Regions from separate parts of the Sus scrofa genome. Here region 1 is linked to region 2. Evidence: chromatin contacts called from public Hi-C data. All regions are on one chromosome and are shown on one strand. Each heading gives the region's core, a stretch centred on a gene start, on an enhancer-like site or on the middle of the called end of the contact. The rest is flanking DNA. Distances are from core to core; before and after follow the strand shown. Region 1 holds the start of LZTR1 (leucine-zipper-like transcriptional regulator 1). Region 2 holds the start of CRKL (crk-like protein).

Evidence for each region. Hi-C and Micro-C count contacts between places; a contact is called where the count stands out from the background.
Region 1: a Hi-C map of liver shows a contact between it and region 2, with 4 times the contacts expected there. The contact joins the promoter of LZTR1 here to the promoter of CRKL in region 2. A contact is called at or near these places in 4 of 47 Hi-C or Micro-C datasets (heart right ventricle, liver and skeletal muscle) and 2 of 2 datasets of contacts at active chromatin or transcription factors (alveolar macrophages and skeletal muscle).

The regions. Positions count from the first base shown.
Region 1 is chr14:50,575,143-50,577,842 of Sscrofa11.1, forward strand. It overlaps LZTR1 (leucine-zipper-like transcriptional regulator 1), which reads left to right and starts at 1,271. Exons shown (of 21, transcript XM_003132997.4): 1 at 1,271-2,200; 2 at 2,634-2,696. The coding sequence starts at 1,566. AIFM3 (apoptosis-inducing factor 3) reads left to right here. Exons shown (of 20, transcript XM_021074038.1): 20 at 785-1,131. The coding sequence ends at 824.
Region 2 is chr14:50,527,547-50,530,246 of Sscrofa11.1, forward strand. It overlaps CRKL (crk-like protein), which reads left to right and starts at 1,404. Exons shown (of 3, transcript XM_003132994.4): 1 at 1,404-2,176. The coding sequence starts at 1,866.

The sequences.
Region 1 (2,700 bases), core at 21-2,520, 47 kb after region 2:
TGAGGTGCTGGCTCAAGCTCCCTCCACAGCCCTCGAGGGTCCTCCCCCTCTCCACTTGGCCACCTCAGTCTCAATCAGTCTCAGGCTCCCAGAACGATGGCCTGGTGTGGGGCAAGGCTTATGGTTTGGGAGTGGGCTGGTTATTTGTGCTCTTGGGGGATAGAAGGGAAAGAGGCCGTGTCCAAGGGCAAAGCCAGTGCTGTGTGGATGGGTCAAGACTCACTGCTTGGGCAGTCACTGGGGCCGGGACACCCCATTGAACATGGCTGAACTCAATTATAGGGCAGCAGGATGTGGCTTGTGTTGCTTCTGGGGCACCCTGCACAGAGGTGGGGGATGGTTGTTCAGGGTCTGTCCAGTGAGCCACTGGACACCAGTCATTACTCTCATCTGGGCATGGTGCCAATGGGAGTCACCCTGTGGACTCCACCCGCCTATAGAGAACCCCCAGGACTGAGGAAGCCCTGGAGGCCATGAGATGGGGTCAGGGGAGGAGGCTCAGGCTGGAAACATGGAGAACCAAGTGGGGACATGGTGAATGACATGATGTCTCCCCAGCCTTCTCTGTCTTTCCCTCTTGCCTTCGCAAAGACTGTTTCTGCTGCACAGCAAGTACGTACATCCCCTCTTCCCTCTGAGCCTTCCCCACCTGCCCAAGTACACACCCCTGCTGGGTGCCAGGGCCTTGCACAGCCCTCTTCTGTCTTCAAGGTCCAGCTGCTCACGGTGCCCCGTGGGGAGCCTGCTCCCTCCTGCTCTCACTCCTCCTCCCTCATTCCTGCAGGACCGGCGACATGTCCTGGCTCACAGGGAAAGGATCCTGAACTTGCATGCAGCGGACTCGGGCAGGCATGCTGGGGTCCCAGGGACAGAGGCCAAGCCAGGGGGGCAAGTGCCAACCTCCAGTTCCCCAGGATCCTCCAGGGCAGAACCTGAGCCCTCCCAGTGTTTGGCTTCAGCTGCCTGGTTCCCCTCCAGAGAGGCCCCAGTGGCCTCCAGGAGAAGCTCACCACCCAAGGCATCCAGTGGCATTGATAGGCCTGCCCTCCTATCCCTCTACTGGGACTGGTTCCCTGTAGGACCCTGTGACATGTTAGACAGTATCTTAACATTAAAACACACACATTTGCAGATCTGTGTGACTTCCACTGTAATTGGGCAAACTCCCCCAAGGGAGAAAGCAGATGATGGGGAGACAGGCATGACCAGAGACCACAGAACACCCAGTGTTTCACCAAGGAATTTTGGCCCAGAGGAGATAGCAACTGATTCTGCCCCATGTCTTGGATCTGGATTTTGAAGAAATGGCACTCCAAGCAGAGGGAAAGCACATGCATAAAGCCCGAGACAGGGAATGCTTCTTCAGAGGACAGTGGGAACTCGCGCTTAGCAGTTGGGGGTGTTTGCCCATTAAGGTTCGAGCAATGAGTCCGGAGACGGACCCAGCCTGAGCTTCCTGAATGCCCATTTCGTAGGTGAAGCAGCTGAAGCTCTGCCAGAGTAGGACCGAGAATCCAGAGCCTCTGTGCACGCAGTCTCCCAGCCAAAAAGAACGCCATGGGGAGATGCGGGGGCCGGGCCAGGGACAGAGCAAGAAGGGGATGGTGGGGCGGCCCGCGGAGGCCACTGCGAGCCCGGAACCCTCCGTCCGGGATCCCGGGCGCGGCGGACGATCGAAACCGAGCCATGCGCACAGGGCATGCTGGGAGCCGCGCCGGGGAAGTGCGGGCCGGGAGGGGTTGTGGCCAGGGCGCCGCGCTCGCTGGAGGGGGAACCGCACGCCCGACCTCCGCGGGAAGCTCTTCCCGGAAGTCTATGCGCTCGCCGCACAATCCGGCCTGCCAAGCCACTGGGTCGGTGAGGCTCTCCCGGAAAAGCGGGCGGCCGGCAGTGCGGCGACGTCGGCCCAAGGCTCGCCGGGAAATGTAGTCTCTCGAAGCAGCCCGGGGCGGTGGCCTCACGTCCAGCGGACCCGGTGGCCCATCGGGCGTGGACCCGGCATGGCTGGGCCCGGTGGCTCGGGGGCCCCGATCGGGGCCGGGGCCCTGGCCGGTGGAGCTCGGTCCAAAGTGGCCCCGAGTGTGGACTTTGACCACAGCTGCTCGGACAGTGTCGAGTACCTGACGCTCAACTTCGGGCCCTTTGAGACAGTGCATCGTTGGCGGCGCCTCCCGCCCTGCGACGAGTTCGTGGGGGCCCGGTAGGCGGGGCGCGGGGGTCCTGGGGGGTGTCTGAGGAGGTCCCAGGCAGGCCCCTGGGCCAGGCTGGGCTGTGGTTTCCTGGGGCGAGACCTGGTGTGTGTTGGGTGAGGTGGGTCCAGGTCCGTGTCCAGGGCAAGGGAGGGGCTCCCGAGGGAGTCTCCGAGTGGGGTGGCCCAGGGCAGAGTATTAGAGTTACATTGTGTCTGTGGGTCTCCAGATGGGGTTCCAGGTGCTCTGCAGTGGGTTGGGAGTGTCAGGAGTCCCCACATGCAGAGTCCTTTAGAATACTGCTGGAATATTGGGGTCTCCATCGATCTTGGCAGTTGAGAGGTGTCATCTGAATTCTTTGGCAGCCCCAGTGCCGAGTCTCATTCTTTGGGTGACCCCTCAGGAGGGTCCTGGCCTCACCACCACCTCCCTCTCTCTTTCCAGGCGCAGCAAACACACAGTGGTGGCCTATAAAGATGCCATCTATGTATTTGGTGGAGACAACGGGTGA
Region 2 (2,700 bases), core at 154-2,653:
AAAAAAAAAAAAAAGAATAAGAAAACATGTTATTCTGCTTTCTGCTTAATATGTGCAGGGGACTACTCCAAGCACTTTAATGTGTTATTAGCTCGTTTAACAATATATGAGGCTTGGAGTTCTTGTTGTGGCACAGTGGAAACGAATCCAACTAGTAACCAGTGAGGTTGTGGGTTTGATCCCTGGTCTCTGGCATTGCAGAGAGCTGTGGTGTAGGTAGCAGACATGGCTCGAATCCTGCATTGCTATGGCTGTAGCATAGGCTGGCAACTGTAGCTCCTATTCAACTCCTAGCCTGGGAACCTCCATATGCAGCCCTAAAAAGCAATAACAATAATAATAATAATAAATATGGCATGATGGTACCGACAGTGATCATTCTGAAATCAGAGAAACGATAAATAACTATGTTGTGTACCAGGAACTAATACAGTGTTGTATGTAAATTTCCAGGCAAGGGATTGAATCCCAGCCACAGTTGTGGCTGGATCCTTTAACTCATTGCCCCAGCTGGGGCTGGAACCCGCACCACTGCAGAGATCCAAGCCGCTGCAGTAGGATTCTTTAACCCACTGCGCAACTGCAGGAACTCCATTAATTTTTTTTCTATTTCTTTAATTCTGCACCTATATGTACGTTCAATAAACTTACTGTGACAATCATTTCAGTATGTAAATCAAAACATTATTCTTTGCATCTTAAACTTGTACGTGCTGTGTGCCGATTATAGCTCAATAAAACTGGAAGAAAATAAATATACTAGAAATGGAAATATATATATTTCCATATATATTTATAAATGTTTGACATGGAGCGATTCAGTCCAAGCCGAGCACACAGGAGAGCACCGGGACCTGAAAACCTGCTGAGTCACGAAGGCAGCGGACCAAGGCGCTGCCCGAGTTCACCCGGGAGCGGACACCACCCAGCCCCTACGGCGTGGGATGGGTTCACCCCGGCGCGAACGGCCCCGTGGGCCGGAGCACAGGGCTCTAGGTACAGGTTCGGACACGCCTTCCCCTCCTTCCAGCCCGGGGAATGCTCCCCGCAGCCATTCATTCCACCCGCGAGGTCGGCGCTGCGCTAGCCCCGCGGGGAAGGCGGTGGACCGAACCCCATCCAGGGCATGTGGCAGCAGCCCGAGGGGCGGCGGCTCCGCGACCCCTCCACTCAGCAGAAGCCCGCCCGCTTCGCTTTGTTCCCAGAGCGGGTCTCAGAGACGCCGCTCGTGCGCCGCCCCAGCCGCTTCCCGGCAGCTCCCCAGGCTGTCCAAGAAGAGTGCCCGGCGCGCGGGAACGCGCACGGGCGCCGCGCGCCCCGCCCGTATGCCTGCGCTCCCGATTGGCCGCTCCGCCTGACGTCACGGGGAGGGCCCCGGCGACCGCCGGGGGTTGGCCCTGCGCGTGCGCAGACCGGGAGCGCAGATCGGAGGGGGAGGTGGCCGGCCGCTTCTCCCGCGTCCGCCATTTTGTTGCTGTGGCTCTTGGGAGCGGGCTGGGTGAAGTGGCCCTGGCGGCGCGGCGCTGCGCTCCTGAGGGTCCTGTACTTGGCGTAGCCGCGGGTTAGGTGCGGAGCTTCGGGGGCGGAGGCCGGTGCGCGCCGGGTCAGGAGTGACCGGAGGCTCCCCAGGAGGCCTCCTCTGCCTTCGGCTTCGCCGCCGCGACCCGGGCTGGGCCCGCGCCTCCAAGCCGCTCCGTTGGTGAGGCGGCCGCGGGGCAGGCGGGCGGCGCGGAGGATGCTGCGGGCCCGCGGCCGGGAGGAAGGCCCGCGCTCGGCCCCGTAGGAGCGGGGAGCCAGAGGCCCGGCCGCCGCCGACTCGGGCGGAACGTCCAGCGCAGGCAGAACAGCCGCCCGTCCGCCGCACCATGTCCTCCGCCAGGTTCGACTCCTCAGACCGCTCGGCCTGGTATATGGGGCCCGTGTCTCGCCAGGAGGCGCAGACCCGGCTCCAGGGCCAGCGCCACGGAATGTTTCTGGTCCGCGATTCGTCCACCTGCCCCGGCGACTACGTGCTGTCGGTATCCGAGAACTCGCGGGTGTCCCACTACATCATCAACTCGCTGCCCAACCGCCGCTTCAAGATCGGGGACCAGGAGTTCGACCACCTGCCGGCCCTGCTGGAGTTCTACAAGATCCACTACCTGGACACCACCACCCTCATCGAGCCAGCGCCCAGGTACGCGGGCGGGGCGTGGTGTGGGTGGGCCCAGATCCCCGCCTTCTGAACCGCGTTGTTCTCCATAAGGCATTCCGAGCGGAAGGTAGTGTCAGCGTCTGGGTCGCTGCGGATAAGGGGGTGCATTTGAAATGTATTGAACTGTGGGTGCATCGTTAAAAATGGGCGCTTTTTGCGTCGTCTAAGTTTCATGGTAAAGCAGGATTTTGTTGTTTCTGAAACATTTTTTGGGACACAGACTGAAGATAGGCTTGGCGCCACCCGGCCCCCCCACAAGCGCGCGCCCGCGCGCGCACACACACCCACAAGTTGCACACCTTTCAAGGTCTTGTCTCTGAACTCCAGGTGAGGAACTCCTGGACTGCAGCCTTTGGAACACCACACGACAGATGAAAATGATTTACCATTTAGAAACAGTATCTTTAACTGAAATATTAACTGAAATATCAGAACTGTATCCTGGTGTTAATTTGAAATAAGCCTGGCACCTATTTTATAATACGTTAGTTAACAAAGATTTTGAA